2 separate regions of the Mus musculus genome follow, and region 2 is linked to region 1. A link is a contact called in public promoter capture Hi-C data. All regions are on one chromosome and are shown on one strand. The core of a region is the stretch at or near the end of the contact, and the rest is flanking DNA. Distances in the headings are between cores, read along the strand shown. Region 1 holds the start of Hesx1 (homeobox gene expressed in ES cells). Region 2 holds the start of Il17rd (interleukin 17 receptor D).

Region 1 (3,652 bases), core at 694-3,193:
AAATATATAGGAAAGATGTTTTAATTATAACTAAAAATGTACTGTTCTAGAACCATAATTATTTGCAGTATTTTCAGAAAGAATGACAAAATCTAGATTAGATACAGGAGAGAACTGTAACATTTTAAGTACTTGGAATTTCCATTGATTTCTTCTGTACTATACAACTGGAAGAGAAGCCAACATGTGTAATTTTCTACCTATTTCAGAAGATCTGGGTTGAAGGGTTTTTTCGCCATTAGAAACTGTGATTCTCTACGGGACCTTTTCATCTTTGCTCGGCGATTTTGGAACCAAATCTAGAATCAAGGGAAAATAAAACAGTTCTCAGACATATTACCACATTATTTATCATCACGGGTAACAACTGTGTTTGCACCCTACCTGGATTCTGTCTTCCTCTAAGTTCAGCTTTTGAGCTAGGTCCTCTCTGATGTCAATGCCAGGGTAGCAGTTCACTCTAAAGACATTTTCCAATACTTCGACCTAGAATAATGAAGGAATTCTTTAAAGTGGCAGTATTTTATATGTCACCAAAATTGGGCTTTCAAATGAAAAATGCACTTAAATTTGGGCCTTTAATCCAAAAGCATTTTAAAACAATTGGTTGCCCAGAGACTGTTAAACTATGAGTCCACCCTTTCACTAATGCCACTTCTACACTGGGACCCCAGAGTGTCTGGCTTCTGTCACAACCTTTGTGTTGTCACTATTGGCTGAAAAATCTTCTCACCTGGTTCTGGGTGAAAGCGGTTCTTGGCCTTCGTCCTCGGTACCAACTCAATTCTCTTTTCAAAGAGCGTGTTTCGGAGGCTGAAAAATAATTTTCATATTTCGGAGCCCTTTCTTCTGGCCTTGGATGATCCACTGGACAAGGAAATGAAGTCTCACTGGGAAGATCTGGGGCATGTAGGGGTGGGTTGCCACCTTTCTCTAAAATCAGAAGAAGAAGGTCCATCTTATATTGCCTATGTTCCACAAAGTTCTGGAAAAAAGTCATTTCAGTAACTTGCTTTGAATTTTCCTAGGGAATTCTTCAAGGTTTCACAAAAGAATTGTCTCCCCCATTCCCCCCCCCCCAAAAAAAAAGAGGATGGGGGAAGGGAGAGAGAGGGAGAGAGAGAGAGAGAGAGAGAGAGAAGCCTTGGTGATAGAGAACATACATTTTGAACTCTACCATTCATTTTTCAGTGAGGAGAGATTTAGAATGCCTGACGTGACACATGTACACAGAGGGTCTTCTGAAACAAATACTATTTCTCACTGGGAGTGAACCACCTAGGGCAGGCACTCTATTCCCTTCCGACCCTGTTGGAGACCTTTTATAGATACAGAACAGAATGAGAACGTGGTTTCTAATCCTATACTGCATGAAATAAAGGACAAACTAAAAACGCAGATGAATTTAGAAGTTGAGTTGCAGCATACCTGAGTCACCGCAGGTGTCTGTCCAGGGTCTGTGGGGTCTTACTGACGTTGTACAATCTTTTTTCTGGTCCAGTCCTAAAATGCTCTCAATTGAGAAGGAGCAGGGCGCGGGCTTGCTTTCCCGGAGCTGAGCACCTTCCCGAAGGCTGGGAGACATTCTCTTCTGGGTCGTACAGCGCCGGAGGGCTCCTGCCCCACGTGTGCAGAGCTGGGATCTTCCAGCAGTTCACCTTGTAGCTTTGCTGACTAGGGGGCTGGGTTTCCAAAGTCACTAATTAAAATCCTGTTTTAGAAAGTTTTAGCAAGTCAATGAACACTTGCCCAGCCAGCGGCTTAAGGAGTTAATTGTTTATTTGTTTGCAAGTAATTAGCAACTAATGGCTACACCAGGGGGCCACCTACAGGGACAAAAAGTGTTATCTCTCCTAAGCAGAACGCAGACTTAACTTTCTCAGAAGAAGTGGTGCACGAACATAGCACTCCTCTTTTATTTGAGATCATTAATGTATAAAATCGTGGTTTTCTTCTGAAGTTTGTATTTTTAAGGATTCTAGATACCTAAATGTACAGGGTGGATAGAAGAGCAGTCAAGTAATAAATAATCAGATTTAGTGAATGTTCTTCCAAGGAAACTGGGAAAAATAATAATCTCTTAATGCTATTACAGTAATTCTGATGAAAATACCTGTTTTCCATATGCATATGTAATGGTGAACGTTGTCAATGAAAACGCAGTACTCTTTGGAGTGCAGCACACTGGAAAAGCCTGCCAGTGTTATTAACACAGAGTGCAATCGCCTTCCAAGTGCCTTGGCTTAATTCATAGGAACAGTTGCACCACGTATTTGAAGTAATTAATGGGCTAATTCCTTTCTTTCATTCTTTCTTTTAAATGAGAGAGATACACGTTTACATGAGGTTCAAATGCTACAAAGAATAATTTATTTCTATAACAGTTATTTCAAAGAGCGTAGTTTGAGACAAAGTCTCATTATGCAGTTATGGAACTAACTCTATAGACCAGGCTGGCCTTGAACTGACAGATCTGTCTCTCTCTGCTTGCTGAATTAGGGCTTGTCTGTGTGACTTGCTTTGGTCAGAGGAAAGAATGTGAGCAAAAGCTCAAAATGCACTAGTATGATTGGTTTGCATTGCTTTCTTTTTTTGTTTTGTCTTGTTTTTCGAGACAGGGTTTCTCTGTGTAGCCCTGGCTATCCTGGAACTCACTCTGTAGACCAGGCTGGCCTCGAACTCAGAAATCCACCTGTCTCTGCCTCCCATTGCTTTCTGATAACGCCGTGACATCACCCCTGTGGTAGCTCCTACCCTTCAGCCTTCAGCCTTCAGCCTTCAGCCTTCAGCCTAAGCCCTAGAATGGACATGTCAATCAGACTCTAACCATTTTACAGATAGTTAAGTAGTTAAGTCAGCTGAATCCAGCAAAGCTTTGTCAAATGCCAACTGGTCTGAACTCTCTCTCTCTCTCTCTCTCTCTCTCTCTCTCTCTCTCTTCCCCCGCCCACCCCCCCACTTGCACTCTCATATTCTTGTTTTTGCTTGTTTGCATGTTTTTGTTTGTTTGTTTGTTTGTTTGTTTGTTTTTGAGACAAGGTTTCTCTGTTTAACAGCCCTGGCTGTCCAGGAACTCCCTTTGTAGACCAGGCTGACCTGACATGCCTCTGCCTCCCTAGTACTGAGATTAAAGGTGTGACCCACCATGCCCACCATGCCCAGCCTTGGCCTGATATTTTCTAAGCAGGAAAAACAACCAACCAGTTAAAACCACTGACATTTGTGGGAATTTTTACACGTACAATCTTTTTACCTTTTTGTTAAACAATTTAAGAAATAGATTTATTTATTCATATGTATGTGTGTGTGCCTGAATGTATGTATGTGCATTATGTGTGTGTGTGATGCCCATGGAGGTCATAAGAGGGCATTGGATCCCCTAGAATTGGGTTTAGAGGTAGTTGTAGGCTGCCATGTAGGAAGCTAACCCTGATCCTCTGCAAACCAGTAAGTGTTTTTCTATGCTGAGTCATCTCTCTAGTGAGACCCACAACTCCTTTATAGATAGGGTCCTGCTATGTAGCCGAGGCCGATCTTGAACTTAGTATGAAACCCAGGATGTCTACAAACTCAAGGCCTCACTAGTGCACTAGCCACCACAAGTGAGAACAGCCGTCTAAACAGCATTTAGGAAAAAATGGCTCATTGGCCG
Region 2 (3,652 bases), core at 806-3,305, 39 kb before region 1:
CCAAGGCAGAAGAGAATCAAGCATACCCTGGCAGTGTGAAAGCAATCAGAAGCTAAGTAACACGGAGGGAGGGAGGGAGGGAGGGAGGGAGGGAGGGAGGGAGGGAGGGAGGGAGGGAGGGAGGGAGGGACAGAAAAGATGGGTGTGAAGGAGGTGGGTAAGCTGGGCCTACTCTCACAGGTGGGTACCAAGCAGGCAATTACAGAAGGAGCCAGGCCGCGGGAAAGTGCCTGGAATCCGGGACAAGGCCCAGAAGCTCCCAGGCTCATCCAGGAAAGGGGACGAGGACTCAAGGAAAGGGCTGTAGACAGTCCCAAGAGGACAAGAATGTCAATAACCCTGATGAACCACATCAAGGGGGGGGGGGGATGTCACATCGAGCGATACATTCCTAACGAACACAAACACCGCTGCGGCTCCTTCAGAGACCACTTAGACCCAGTGTTATAACTTTACAAGTGGCATGTACTCTAGGCTATTACAGGAAGGCAGCAACAGCCGATACCAGTCCAGATCTGAACTCTTCTAAAAACTGATAGGTCAACGTTGAGATTACCGTAAAAGAAATCTGGAATGTGTTAAAACTAACAGTGATGTTTTACTGCAATGGAACACAGTAAGAAATGGTGAGGTTTTACTTAAACGGGAAGAAGTAACGGCGTTCACGAAACGTGAAAGAACCATAGCTGCCTGGCTCATACCTGGTTTTCTGAACCGGGATTCCCTCTAAGAGAGAAGCAAGTGAGCCAAGTATCCCTAAGAGGTGTCGCGTCCTGGGTCTTGTCTGTACTGAGACTGAACAGACTTTTCCATCGAAAAACGTAAGTCACCGTCGGTCTAAGTAAACTGCCCCAGTGTATCCCCTGCGCCCTGGGGAAATCAGTAACAACACGCCCACCCCCACCCCCTCTTCCTTCTTTCTAGGTGAGGAAAACAAGCTCCTGGTTGCTGGAGTGCAAAGCCTGTGTTCTCACAATAGGGTTCAAGGTGTGTGTGGACTGACTCGCAGCACCCTTGTCTCTGTGGGAGGTTCAAAGTCCGCAAACCAGAGGACCGCACTATCTAGACAGCATCAAAAGAACACTCAGCTCTGGGAAGAAGGCTTTCAAGTTCCCAAAGAAAGTCTGGAAGCCACCATGGTCTCAGGTCTGGGACACCTGGCGGAGCAAACTTTCGCTGCCCTTTGACCACAAAAACATCCTCAACTCAAGCTGGGTCGTGGGGGTAGGGAGTAGGGTAGGGGACCATTAGCTAGACGAAAGGCTGTTTCTCAAAAAGTTCGGAATCGGCGATTGGGTAAAAGTTAGGTGACGGCGATGCCTAAAAGAAACAAAGCAACTGCGAGAAAGGGGGGGCATCCTTCCCTAGCACTCCAGACACCCTTCCCTGGCTGCCCTGGGCCCTCGCAGAGCTGTGGACTGGAGGTCCAGGGCACGAACCCCACACCGGCTCCGAAGTGCACCGGTCCTGCGCACTGCCCGGAAGATCCCAATCCCCCGGGCAGAGGGCCGGGAACAAAGGGTGGGGCGCACGGCCCCCGCCTCTCCGCCCAGCCACCCGCCCTCAGGAGTCGGACCCCAGCCAGCGGCCGCGCCTCATTAACAACACAAAGCCAGGGGTCGGCGGCCCCTTTCATCCTGTCCGGGACCTGCAGACGCGCGCCCGGGGATCCAGACGCAGGATGAGCGGCTAGAAAAGCTGAGAACCCCGTTGCTCGCGGATCCGGCGTCCAGCGATCCCCGCGGTCCCCGCTCGCCTGCGCGCGAACACCTGTGCGCGCGGCGCGCCCCCAGGTAACCTGGAACCCGGAGAAGCCTTCGCCTTACCCTCCAGCCACAGGTGTCCGCGCCCCTCGCGCGGCCGGAGCCGCCCGCGGCCACTGCCAGCTGCGAGCCGTTGAGACAGGCGTTGACAGTGAAGAAGAAGGAGCAGAGCTGCAGCCACGGGGCCATGGCCGTACGCTCGCCCAGTTGGGCCGGTCTCCGCTAGGTTGCTGCCTGTAGCTCGCTCTCTAGTCCCGAGTGGGCGGCGGCGGTAGCGGCGGCGGCCGAGGCTGGCAGCCCTCACCGGGCATGCGCTGCCGGGCTTCGCCCCTCCTCTTTCCTCCAGGTTCCGCCCTCAATCTCAGCTTTCCGTCCTGGTTCTGATCCTGTAGCCCGGCCCTTCGGTCTTGGCCCCGCCCCAATGCACAGGAGACTCTGGCTTCCACCGGAGATTGACACAGCAGGAGGTTCAGCACTAAGGGATTTTTTTTTTTTTTTTAATCCAAAGGATTTGTCCAAATGACTTCTCCATGCAAAAACTTGGGGCGAATCAAAGAATATAATAATAGTAATTTTAAAATTAATGATTTAATAAGTACTTGCTTTTCAAATGTCAAGTTCCTTCTTGCACCCTACCAATGAAATGACAAGGAAATGTCATAATAAAGCCTCTAGGGAAATCCTGTCTCTACATTTACTCCTGGGACCCAGGACAAATTATTTGCTTCCTCCAAAGTGCTGTTCCCAGTAAGACGAAATGAAGAACAAGACTCTTCATCCAGGGAGAGTTCTGTTAACATGTAGGAAGCAATCAATAAAGGCTACAACCACGAACTGACTTTCATAAGGTCACATAGCCTTGCTGGATGGACAAATCGACAGTTATGAAAAAAAAGATAAAGATTGAGTCAAGACGGGCGGTGGTGGTGCGCACCTTTAATCCCAGCACTCGGAAGGCAGAGGCAGGTGGATTTCTGAGTTAGAGGCCAGCCTGGTCTACAGAGTGAGTTCCAGGACAGCCAGGGCTACACAGAGAAACCCTGTCTCAAAAAAAAAAAAAAAAAAAAAGAGTTGCCTTGGCCATGGTGTCTCTTCACAGCAATGGAAAACCCTAAGACAGCCACAGTGGGTAGGCACCTGTCCTCATCGTGGGGTCACGAGGTCCACAGAAGACTGCCCTTCCAGATGAGCTTTCTCTGAGTAGATGCAAGAAGCACACTGCTCCTTGCAAGAATCTGCAAGTCAGAGCTTTTCTCCCACGCTCCTTTAAACTCTAGGCATTCAAAGTCCCCTTAGCAAAGGCTGTCCAGGCTCAGAGCTGCCACAGACTGAGATATTGTCAGGATGGATGACCTAGCTTTTGGTGAAAAACTAAGACAACCATGAGGTTATTGGCTCCTTAATCTACATGCACTCCTGCCTTGATGTGTTCCATAACTTACTAATCAATCCAGGCCCAGTGTTTTTGTTATAATCAGTGATTTTAAAATACCCCCACACGTTTATCTCCCTCTCTCTCTAAATTTTATTTTATTGTTTTATGTTTTATGTGAGCATTCTATCTGCATGAACACCTGCAGGCCAGAAGAGGGCATCTGATTCCCATTATAGATGGTTGTGAGCCATAATGTGGTTGTTATGAATTGAACACAGGTTTTAATGACTAGAATCCAAGAATCATTTTTTAAAAAAAGGAAAAACCTCAAACCCTACTAAAGTTCTAAATAAAACTAAACTTAGTAATAGATGTGTGTGTGTGTGATTTTTTTTTTTTTTCAGTACTGGGGATCAAACTAAGGCCCCTCTGTGTGCAGGGCAACCAAACCCCTCTACCCCTGAGCCAAACTCTCGGGCCTCTCTCTCTACCCTTTAAGGTCATATTTATTGCA

What was found. Capture Hi-C pulls out chosen DNA fragments and counts their contacts.
Region 2: a promoter capture Hi-C map of pancreatic islet shows a contact between it and region 1. The contact joins the promoter of Il17rd here to the promoter of Hesx1 in region 1. A contact is called at or near these places in 19 of 39 promoter capture datasets (the 3T3-L1 cell line, 3T3-L1-derived adipocytes, the HPC-7 cell line and 11 more), 9 of 15 datasets of contacts at CTCF or cohesin (CD8 T cells, embryonic stem cells, large pre-B cells and 3 more), 135 of 484 Hi-C or Micro-C datasets (the AML12 cell line, B cells, the Ba/F3 cell line and 68 more), 21 of 115 datasets of contacts at active chromatin or transcription factors (CD8 T cells, the SCID.adh cell line, bone marrow-derived dendritic cells and 10 more) and 4 of 9 other capture datasets (adipose tissue, embryonic stem cells, liver and 1 more).

What each region holds. Positions count from the first base shown.
Region 1 is chr14:26,998,653-27,002,304 of GRCm38.p6, reverse strand. Hesx1 (homeobox gene expressed in ES cells) reads right to left here and starts at 1,943. Exons shown (of 4, transcript NM_010420.2): 1 at 1,429-1,943; 2 at 734-933; 3 at 385-486; 4 at 1-299. The coding sequence starts at 1,585. The coding sequence ends at 201.
Region 2 is chr14:27,037,404-27,041,055 of GRCm38.p6, reverse strand. It overlaps Il17rd (interleukin 17 receptor D), which reads right to left and starts at 2,055. Exons shown (of 13, transcript NM_134437.3): 1 at 1,827-2,055. The coding sequence starts at 1,952.